2 separate regions of the Anas platyrhynchos genome follow, and region 2 is linked to region 1. A link is a contact called in public Hi-C data. All regions are on one chromosome and are shown on one strand. The core of a region is the stretch at or near the end of the contact, and the rest is flanking DNA. Distances in the headings are between cores, read along the strand shown.

Region 1 (5,174 bases), core at 625-3,124:
GCTGATGCTGGGCAGACACCTCCCTGTCAGTGCCCAGAATTTAGGGGGCAGCTCCCAGGGTTTTCCCCCGGCCACCTCCAAACCTGTGTCGTCCACACACAGGAGGTGGGGACACAGCATCCCTGCAGGGGATGGTTTCGCCACGCTCTTCATCTCCATCATCTTCATCGGTCCAGTCCGCAAGAAGCAGGTGGGAACTCGTGAGCGGTGCCAACCCACACGTGGAGCAGGAGGAACACGGGGCGCTCACTGGGCCTCCGAGCAGGACCACGTGGGTGCGACCACACAGGATGAAATCCCGCTGTCCTGCATCATCCAAATCCTCCTGCACACCCCAAAACTGCTGCTTGCTGTCCCCAGGAGGCAGCTGGGGACACTGCCTGGCTTGGAAAGGTCCGGGAGCGCAGTGCATCCCACCCCACAGCGCATACATGGGACACGGAGCCCACTAGGGAGGCACATGGGGGGGATCCCCCTGCTGCAGAGCACCCCAAGAAGCTGCAGCACCCCACAGGAGGAGGTGGCACCGCAGCCCCAGCCACCGCGGTGCCTGGCCCTGCGCCCTCAGAGCCGCGATATTTCGGTTCTGCACCAGGATGGAAAGCAACAGCCAAAAAAAAAAAACAAGCGAAATCCCCCCGGCCGCAGCCTCCCTGCTTCCCCAGCTCTGAAAATCAGCAGCTGGAGTAAATAAATCCCCTCCTCTGCTCCCAGGGGCTGCACCTGCACAGGGGGAGGCCTTGGGGCTGCGCAGGATCCGGCCCCAAGGCCTGTGTGTGGGGTACAGGGAGCCGGGATGCTTCCAGCCTTCAGAAACCCCTTTCAAACCCCTCTCACCGCAGAGAGGGATGGGGTCCCCCTGCTGCAAATTCTGGGACCCCTCTGGCCCAGGGGGCCGCCGGAGCCGTGCAGGATTTCCCCCTGGGTGCCTCCGGGGGAGGCCGGAGGCTGCGGCAGAGGAGCCGGGGGCGAGGATGCTGGTGAGGATGGAGGATGCTGGAGAGGATGCTGGTGGGGATGGGGGATACTGGGGGGGATACTGGTGAGGATGCTGGCCTCCCGCAGCCAGGCAGGACACGGGGGCAGGCTGCAGGTGGGCAGGGGGCTGCTGCTCGCCGGGATGGAGGCGGTTTTGGGGGAAAAAAGAGGATCCGGGGGGGGGCCGAGGCCAGGCCGGGGGGATGCGGGCCGGGAGGCTGCGGGGCGCTGCGGCCAGGCCGGGGGCTGCTGGAAGGAGCTCGGAGGGGGCTGGGGGATGCGGGGAGGGGGGATGCGGAGGCCGGGGGCCGCTCCCGGCGAGCAGCGCTCGGCTCCCACCGGTCCCACCTCGGGCCACCTGCAGAGCGCGCAGCCTCACTCGGCCGCTCCGCACCAAAAAAAAAAAAGGCTCCGCACCCAAAAAAAAGGCTCCGCACCCCGCTCCGCACCGCAGCGCAGCGCCGCGGGGGAGCCCCGCTGCGATGCCCGGGGGTGGTGCGGGGAAAGGGGGGGGGAGAGAGAACGGGGAGGAAAAACAGAGCAGGGGAAGGACCGGGGGCTCGGTGCCGGTGCTGCAGGGGTGTGGGGGGGGGGATGCTCGCCGGGCCCCTACCTCCAGGGTGCGGATCTCCTTCTGCGTGAGGTCGTTGGAGGCGGCGCACTTGGTGCGGAGCCCCTCCAGGTTGGAGATGCTGATGTCGATCATGTTCTGGACGAGCTCGCACTGCTGCAGCGCCTTCTGCAAACTCAGCTGCTGCTGCTCCTCGCTCCTCGTCATGTTTTCCTCATCCATCGCTCGCCGCGCCCCCCACCCACCCCCCCCCCGACCCCACCCCACCCCTCCGCCGATGCTCGGCCCCCCCCCCCCTCCCCGTCCCCCGGCCCCCTCCCTTCCCCGCCCCCCACCCCCCCCCGCCCCGCAGCTCAGCCCCGCTCCGCCGCCCGCAGCATCGCGGCTCCGCGGCGCGCACTCCCCCCCCCACCCCCCCCAACCCAAACCCCGAAGCCCTGAGCGCGGCCCCGCGGCGCCCCCCCCCCCCCGAGCCCCGAGCGCGGCCCCGCGGCGCCCACCGAGCCCTCAGCGCGCCGCCGCGGCCGCCTCCCCCCGGGCGCGGCGGGGCGGGGGCGGGGGCGGCGCGCTCCCGACACCGCGGGGCCGCGCTCGCTGCGCGCCGCTCCGCGCGCGACCCCCCCCCGGCACCCCCCCCCTCCCCGCACCCCCTCTCCGCACACGCGCGCCCCCGCGCACGGACGCGCGCGGAGACGCGCGCACCGCACCGGCACCGCGGAGCTGCGGGGAAATTGGGGAGGGGGCGCGGTTGGGGGAGTGGGGGGATATGGGGGGGGAATGGGGGGGGAATGGGGGCTGTGGTGTAATGGGGGGCACGGGGAAATGGGGGGGCAATGGGGGGCAATGGGGGGGAATGGGGGCTGTGATGCAATGGGGGGGCATGGGGAAATGGGGGGCAATGGGGGGCAATGGGGGGGAAATGGGGGCTGTGGTGCACTGGGGGGCACGGGGAAATGGGGGGCAATGTGGGGCAATGGGGGGGAATGGGGGCTGTGGTGCACTGGGGGGCACGGGGTAATGGGGGGGCAATGTGGGGCAATGGGGGGAAATGGGGGCTGTGATGGAATGGGGGGCACAGGGAAATGGGGGGCAATGGGGGGCTAATGGTGCAATGGGGGTCATGGGGAAATGGGGGGGCAATGGGGGAAAATGGGGGGGAAATGGGGGCTGTGATGGAATGGGGGGCATGGGGAAATGGGGGGGCAATGGGGGGAAATGGTGCAATGGGGAGCATGGGGAAATGGGGTATGGGGAAATGGGGGGGCAGTGGGAGAGGCAATGGGGGGCTATGGTGCAAGAGGGGGGGCATGGGGTAATGGGAGAGCAAGGGGGGGCTGTGGTGTAAAGGGGGGGCATGGGGCAATGGGGAGCACGGGGCTGTGGGGGGTATGGGGCACTGGGGGGCTACAGGGGGTTATGGTGCAATGGGGGGGCATGGGGTAATGGGGGGCCAAGGGGGGTTGTGGTGGAATGGGGGGGCATGGTGCATTTGGAGGATGGAGTAATGGGGGGCACAGGGCAATTGGGGGGGCATTGGGGGGGCACAGGGCAATGGGGAGCAATGGGGAGCAATGGGGAGCAATGGTGCAAAGGGGAGGGCATGGTGCAATGGGGTCTTGGTTCAATAGTGGGGCACGGGGCAATGGGGGGGGCACAGGACACTGGGAGAGCACAATGCAGTGGGGGGGGCAAGGTACAACGGGGGGCTATGGTGCAAGGAGGGGACCACCAGTGGGTGATATTGGTGGTAGGGGGGTGGGCGGACCCTTCTTGGAGGGCTTTTCCAACCTTAATGTTTATAGGATTCTGCAAAAGGGGGGGGGCATGGTGTGATGCAGGGGGCACGGTGCAACGGGGGCTGCAGTGCCATGGGGGGGGCCGTGGGGCAAGAGGGGGCCGTGTTGCAAAGGGAGGGGGGCATATTCTAAAGGAGGGGGTCATGGTGCAATGGGGGGGGGCATGGTCTAAAGGTGGGCTGTAATGAAAAGGGGGGGGCACGGTCTAAAGGGGGGGGCACAGTGCAATTGGCGGCTATGGTGCAATGGGGGCACAGGTGCACTGGGAGCTCCTCCCATACTGGGGGCCCTAATACAATGGGGGGGGTCCTGCTGCAATGGTGGGGTCCTGCTGCAACAAGGGGGGAGATATTGCTGCAGTGTGGGCCCTGGCACAGCGGGGGGGGTCCGTTTCAGAGACCCCCAGGCCAGCAGCACCGTGCATCGCTGCGGGCAGGAGCAGCAGGTGCAGCAGCGGGGGGGCGCAGGGGATGCGCACCCCCAAAAGCCCAAGGAGATGGGTGCCACGGGGGGGCTGTGCTGCGGGATGGGGCAGGGGGAGAGGCACCCCAGGGCTCCTGCCCTCCTGGAGGGGAGTTTGGGGGGGGGCGTGGAGGGGATTTGGCCCAAATCTGAGCAGAATCAATTCAAAATAATTCACCTGCACAGGGCTTCCACTTTCCGGGTACGTATTTCACTTTCTGGGGTACCCGCGCCTGATGTCTCCAGCCCGTGGGGAGCACAGAGCTAACCCCAAAGGGCTCTGTGCAGCAATTACACCTGCTGCCACCCCTAGCAGGAGTTAGGGTGAAGGTTACGAGGTCCGAAATGGGCCGGTCGGCACTTTGTTCGAGGAGAAGCTTTAATTTAGATGCTCACCCGAGGAGCCCGTGCTGGGACGAGCACACGCGTCCCCTTTCCTCCTCCTCATGGGCAAGCTGGTCCCTTGCAAGCAGCGATTCTGCCTTTAGGGGTGGCAATAAACGGGTCGGAGGGATTTTATGGGAACCCCGAGATAGGAGCGATGAAAACACAACCCCCCAGCACCGCAGCTCGGATGTATGGGGCTGTCCAGGAGACCCTACAGGTGGGCACACATCCTATGGATCAGCTCTTTCACGAGCTGGGTGAGCACGCCAGAACCGCGGGCAGAGCTGCACCACCCCGGGGCAGATATTTGGATATTTGGCACCACGAGGTGCCAATATCAGCTCTGGGGGGGTTCCCTCTGGGATTAGGGGATTGTTCCCCCGGCTGCGGGCAGCCTCTGAAGGCAGCAACAGCCAGAGATGTAAATACCGCCCGAGCTCGAACTGCAGCGCAATTCCTGGCATTTACGGGGCACGGGTTAAAAAATAAATAAACCCCGCTGAAATTTTCCCTCCTGATGGCTTCTGTGGCTAGACACGCCTTTCGATAACCAAAACGGTTTGCAGCAGCAGATGTTTTTTTCCTAAAACACCCCGGCCAGCAGCTTGGCCATTTTTGTGCCCCCAGCGCCGAGCGCAAGGGAGGGGAGGGCAGGAGGGTCCCATGGGGCTCTAAACGCCCCCCTGCACCCACTGCCCTTCCTTCCACCCTCATTTCGGTGGCTTCCAGAGCAGGAAATTACCCACAGTCCTGGTAGATGTCCCTTAAAAAATAATAATAAAATAATAAAGTGGAATAAAATAAAGAAGAATAAAGAAAGTAATAAAATGAAGAAGGAAAGAGCGAAGAAGGAAAGAGGAAAAGAAAGAAGGAAAGAAGAAAATATAATACAACACATAACAAAATAAAATATGAATAAAATAGAAATAAAATAGGAATAAAATAAAATGCAGGGAGGCAAAAAGGTAAGCAGGTGCCGA
Region 2 (4,830 bases), core at 213-2,712, 160 kb before region 1:
TGCTGCATGTTTTCACTTCCTCGATCTTCATAATAATAGCTTGTCCTTTCCTTGATATTTGTAATATTATTATCTCTAGGCCTTAGCAGACATGGGTTGGGTACAGAGGGGTAGGGTATGTTAGCGCTATGCCAAATACGCGATCCTTTATGCCTCACAGCATTGCTAACGGTTTGAGGGGAACAGATTTAGGGGAGCTTTCTCCAAATTTCACTTATTGTTTCTTTCGCTTATGGCTTACAAAGAAGACAACAAGAGCCTGAAGGTTGGGAGAAGTCTGCATTAAAAAATCTTTGATAATAGCTGGCCGAGTGAAAATACAGTGGCACAAAGAAGTGTCAAGCCGCTACTGAGTGAGCTGGTGCTGTGGAAGGACCTCAGCCAGGACCTCATCTCCTACTCTGTATTTCAAGTGATTCCTGTGATCTTTTATCTGCAAAAGGCTGGGTGAATTGCTGGTGGTTCGGTTTGGTTGAAAATATACTTAATATCTGCGGCTGCATATCCACAGTCACTTTTATCTCTGTCCTTAATCTGCTTTCATTTAGGGTCAGGGTGTATGACCTCCGCAAAAGCGAATCGCTGTGCTCCCTCTACGCCCACCGGTTAGGGGTGTCTGCGGTACAGATGGATGACTGGAAGATTGTCAGCGGAGGAGAAGAGGGCATGGTGTGTGTGTGGGATCAGCGGATGGGCACCAAGCTCTGGGAAACGCATGCCAGGTAACTTTGTCTACATGGGATCTTACGCAAGGGCTTTTGTCAGGTCTGGCAGCCAGGAGGAATGTGGGAATGGGATGATCCAGGACCAAAATAACAACATGCCCACATCTAAAGCTTTCTGTTCTGTTTGTTTTCCTGTGATTTGAGAACCAGCCTGGATTCATGTGTGTGTTTCTGTGCACCATGAGCTTTCAGAGGCTTTTTACTTCATAGTTAAAGAGTGCTTCAGCTAGGGAATGGAGAATGAAAGCTTTTTCACCCCTAGATTTTCCATAGAGCTCAGCTGGCATCTTTGTGGAGTCATAGAGTGGCTTGGGCTGGAAGGGACCTGAAAGATCATCTAGTTCTAACCCCCAAAGAAAAAAACTTCCACCAGAGGACTGATTTCCCCCCAAAATCTCCCCTGCCTTTTCTGTGTTACTTCCAAGGACTTGCTGCTGCTGCTTTTCCCCTGCTCCTTCTCTGACCCATCCACCCCCCTGGAACCTTTAGACCTCAGCTTCTCTCTGCCCTATCTTCAACAAGTATTTTACTTTATCAGTGTCAACCAGTATTTACTTTATACTTGGATTTAAAATGCTGGACTTCTGGCTGTTGGCTTCAGTGTAACTGGTTGTGTCTGTCTCTGTCCTCTGCACCCTGGTACAGTACCTGAGCTTCTGTTCACCTCCTTTGTGCATTCCCTTAGCAGTGACGAGCGAAGCCAGATTGGGATTTAAACTCGGGGACGCTGATAAGGGAGTAACAGTTTGTACTGAAAGCACAAAATGTTCAGTGCTGAAAGTACAAGCTGAGATCAGTACCCTGGAATTGACAGAAGACTGTTAGTTGCTACAAATCACAATTTTCTGATCAAGGTAAAATTCCCAGTGAGTCTGCTTTGTCTGAATGAAGACCTCAAGGATTTAGCCACTGAGTGATGCCCTGTTCTTAATAAAATGAACAGATACATCCTGATTTTTTTTTCTTTTAATGCCTCTTCCCCACAGAGGAGGCAGATGAGGTATTTACAGTCAGAGAAGTTCATGTTGGAGTTGTCATTGATTAATAGCAGGTATCTCCTTCTCTTTTGACCCCGTGAATTACAAAGCCCAATGTGATGCAGCCGATGCATTAAGGACAATATTGCATTGATTATCTCCTGGAGCAGCACTAATGAGCATGCCAAGAAGGAGGGCAAGCAGGGCAGATCTGCTGAGCTTTGGTGTGGAGGGGAAAATGTACTCAAAGTGAAACCATTAGGTTAAATGTTTAAAATACTGTTTAATCTATATAGGACTTGGAAAGGAGCACTTCAATCAAAAAGGCCTTCGTAGACCAAAGAGGTGTGCGAGTTGTTATCCCTGCCAAGAGCCAGTGTCATGAATGGAAAGCGAGGGCAGAAGCAGGGGAGAGGACAGGAGAAAGGTTAGGGCCGTGGAGATGAGCGCCCTTAACCTGATGAGTTACCCCTGCTTGAACAGCAAACACTGGTTCAGGGTCGGTTTATTCACCATTGAGGGGGAAACACCAGCCCTTGTAGCCTGTTCCACAGAGTGGATTTCTAAATCATCCCTCGCTCAGTGCTTGGGAGGGGGTTGCGAGGTCCTGGCTGAGCAGCTGGCTTTGGGAAGCATCCTGCTCATCCCTCAGATGCGGTCCTTACAGCAGAGAGGCAAGCAGGCAGCCCGGATCCGGCAGGGCTTGTGTGCTGCCAAGTGTCTGAAATATTTTCTGGCCTGTATTCTGGTAATAGTCCACTAGATGGTGATAAAAGCTGTGTTTATCTACTTCAGACAGAAGGAGAGGAGCCAAAGGTGCAGCTTCCCAGCTTCTGACCATAGAGGGGGCACTGAAGGAGATGAATTCTTGTTTAATCCGGAGCAAACCCTTTACCGCGCTTGGATTTTAAGAGTCTAATGCAAGTGGCATCTCACTCAGTGCTGTGGTTTATTTTTCAGACATCCAGTCCGCTATATCTGGTTTAATTCCCATAGCCTCATCACTGCAAACATCCCCGATGAGAAGACTCCCCGAGGCAGCAGCATCATGGATGATGACCTTACTGCGCACCGCAAGTGAGTAAGGCAGCTCTGAAGGGTAGGAGTTTTGGCACTGCGAAGATCAGCTCTATTAGATGTTTAAAAATGGCACAATAAGCACCTGACTCATCATCCAGAGCAGTAACAGAGAGGCATGGCATGTTTAAAAAAAAAAGAGAGAGAGAGAAAGAGAGAGAGAAGACTTTCAGAACAGCTGATGAATTGGCTGTTTACTTCTGAACACACACCAAAAAAATGCATTTCATATTTCAGCAGGTGAATCTAAAGGCCACTGAAGCCAGACAGGGAATACAGCTCTTCCCTTGCTTGACTAATATTAGTAATGATGTCTCCTCCTGAAGGAAAGCTGCTGGTATTTAAACTCCAGGTTTTGATATTTGCATCTCAGATGGATGTTAGCATGTCTAATTGAACTATCAAACTACAATGTACTTCCTTCCCCCTTCCTGAATAGATTAGAAATGTTTCAGCAGATGACAGTTATGTCTCTGCGTTGCTAAATTCAGCCCTGTTTGTTGCCAGGGCTTGGTGGGGTCCATGGAAGGAGGCAGGTGGGAGTTTTCTCATGTCGAATCTGCACAGATAGCCCCAGTGCAGAGGGGATGGGTTTTTATATTCATCTTCCGAAGCACTGAATTTTGGTCTTTTCTGGCAATTTCTAACTCTAATCTAATCTAATCTAATTTGCCCTGCTAAAATATATGATTAAGCTAGCGTGCTGCCCTGGTTGTGTTTTGCACAGGCATCGAGGAATCATCTATGCCTACGAGTTCTCAGTGGACCAGCTGGCTGTAGAAAGTGTCCTTCCTATTTGCCGCTCCTCCTACGACGAAGTGACTGGCTACAACTACAACATTGGCCTCGCAGTTCCCTACGATAACATTTAGGTAACTCACTTTACTTGGCTTCAGTGGTCCAGCTCTCTGCCAAGTCCGTGGCTGTAGGCAAAAAGGAGGTTCACGAGGGACGAATGCCAAAAAGATTGCAGGAGCTGCAGGCGCATCAAAAGGGCTGAGTTTTACCCAAAAAGCTGGGGTTGTGAACCAGAGCAGAGTATGACTGCCCTCAAGCATACCACTAAAACATGTTGCTGTGCTGTTCAAAGGTCTGCTTGGAACAGAGACCGACAAATGAAGGGGAGCAGCACGCTTCGGTGCAAACAGACGTTCATTCCCACTGCTTGCGGGGAAAAATGCCGCTGATCCGAGCTTGGCAGGGAACGTGGGCTGGTCAGGAAGCAAGAACCCAGAGTGGCAGACTGCTGAGATGGTGGCAGGCTGGGAGCGCATCGAGGAGTTCCTAGCCTGCAGATGCCTGCCCGTCCCGAGGGGAAAGGACAGGCATCTTGCTGAGCCCTACGTGATTGAAGTTTCTTTCCTTATAATGAGCTGTTCATTCTTCTTTTCCTTTAAGTGCACCAGAATGTGTCTAGAAATAGGAATATGATCAGAGGGTTACGGTGTTTGGGAGAGCAAGGCTGATGGAGAGAAACGTGAAGGTTGGTCTCGTCCAGACTGGGTGCCTGGAAACTCAGCAGGCCACACATATCAAAATTATTTTAAAATACGTAATATTTTTTTTAAGTCTCTAAAATCCTAGATTAAATGTTTTCTGATTGTATATATGTCCATGTGTGTGTGACTTTTTGTTCTTAGGTCTGTTAGGGTGGAATAACCCCTGTGCACTGAAACACAAGGCCATCATGTCTCAGGTTAGTTCTAAGGTACTTTATTTGTTGGCTCACGCATTTCGTGCCACCTGATGGTCACCAGGCCAAGCCAAAGCCTTCCTCACTGCTGAGCTGGCAATTGATCGTGTCAGTTTAATAAGCAGAGGGGATGAACTGCCTGCAGTCCCCCTGCATTGCTAATTTGTGCTTATTTTACAAAGAATCTGAGGGCTAAGATGCGATTCCTCAGGTGAAAGAGGGAGTAAGGATTTACCTTAATCACAGGCTGCACAGAAATAGGTAGAGCCAGTTAGGCTGACCGAGAGCTCAAGTCCTGTATGGATACATTTTACTGTTGTAAAATTATTTTTTGTTTGTCCTCTGCCATTGTGAATGT

The links. Hi-C and Micro-C count contacts between places; a contact is called where the count stands out from the background.
Region 2: a contact with region 1 is called in a Hi-C map of skeletal muscle, with 2.6 times the contacts expected there. The contact joins the enhancer-like site here to the promoter of KSR2 in region 1. A contact is called at or near these places in 2 of 8 Hi-C or Micro-C datasets (skeletal muscle and subcutaneous adipose tissue).

The regions. Positions count from the first base shown.
Region 1 is chr16:5,622,069-5,627,242 of IASCAAS_PekinDuck_T2T, reverse strand. KSR2 (kinase suppressor of ras 2) reads right to left here and starts at 1,874. Exons shown (of 20, transcript XM_072024187.1): 1 at 1,592-1,874. The coding sequence starts at 1,771.
Region 2 is chr16:5,782,558-5,787,387 of IASCAAS_PekinDuck_T2T, reverse strand. It overlaps FBXW8 (F-box and WD repeat domain containing 8), which reads left to right. Exons shown (of 12, transcript XM_027469921.3): 9 at 549-722; 10 at 2,663-2,779; 11 at 3,507-3,651; 12 at 3,870-4,830. The coding sequence ends at 3,651. Among named protein-coding and RNA genes, the nearest start is that of TESC, 11 kb to the right of the region's middle. Within about 2 kb of position 1,462, at least 4 of the 8 cell types and tissues checked have an H3K27ac peak or open chromatin away from gene starts, as enhancers often do.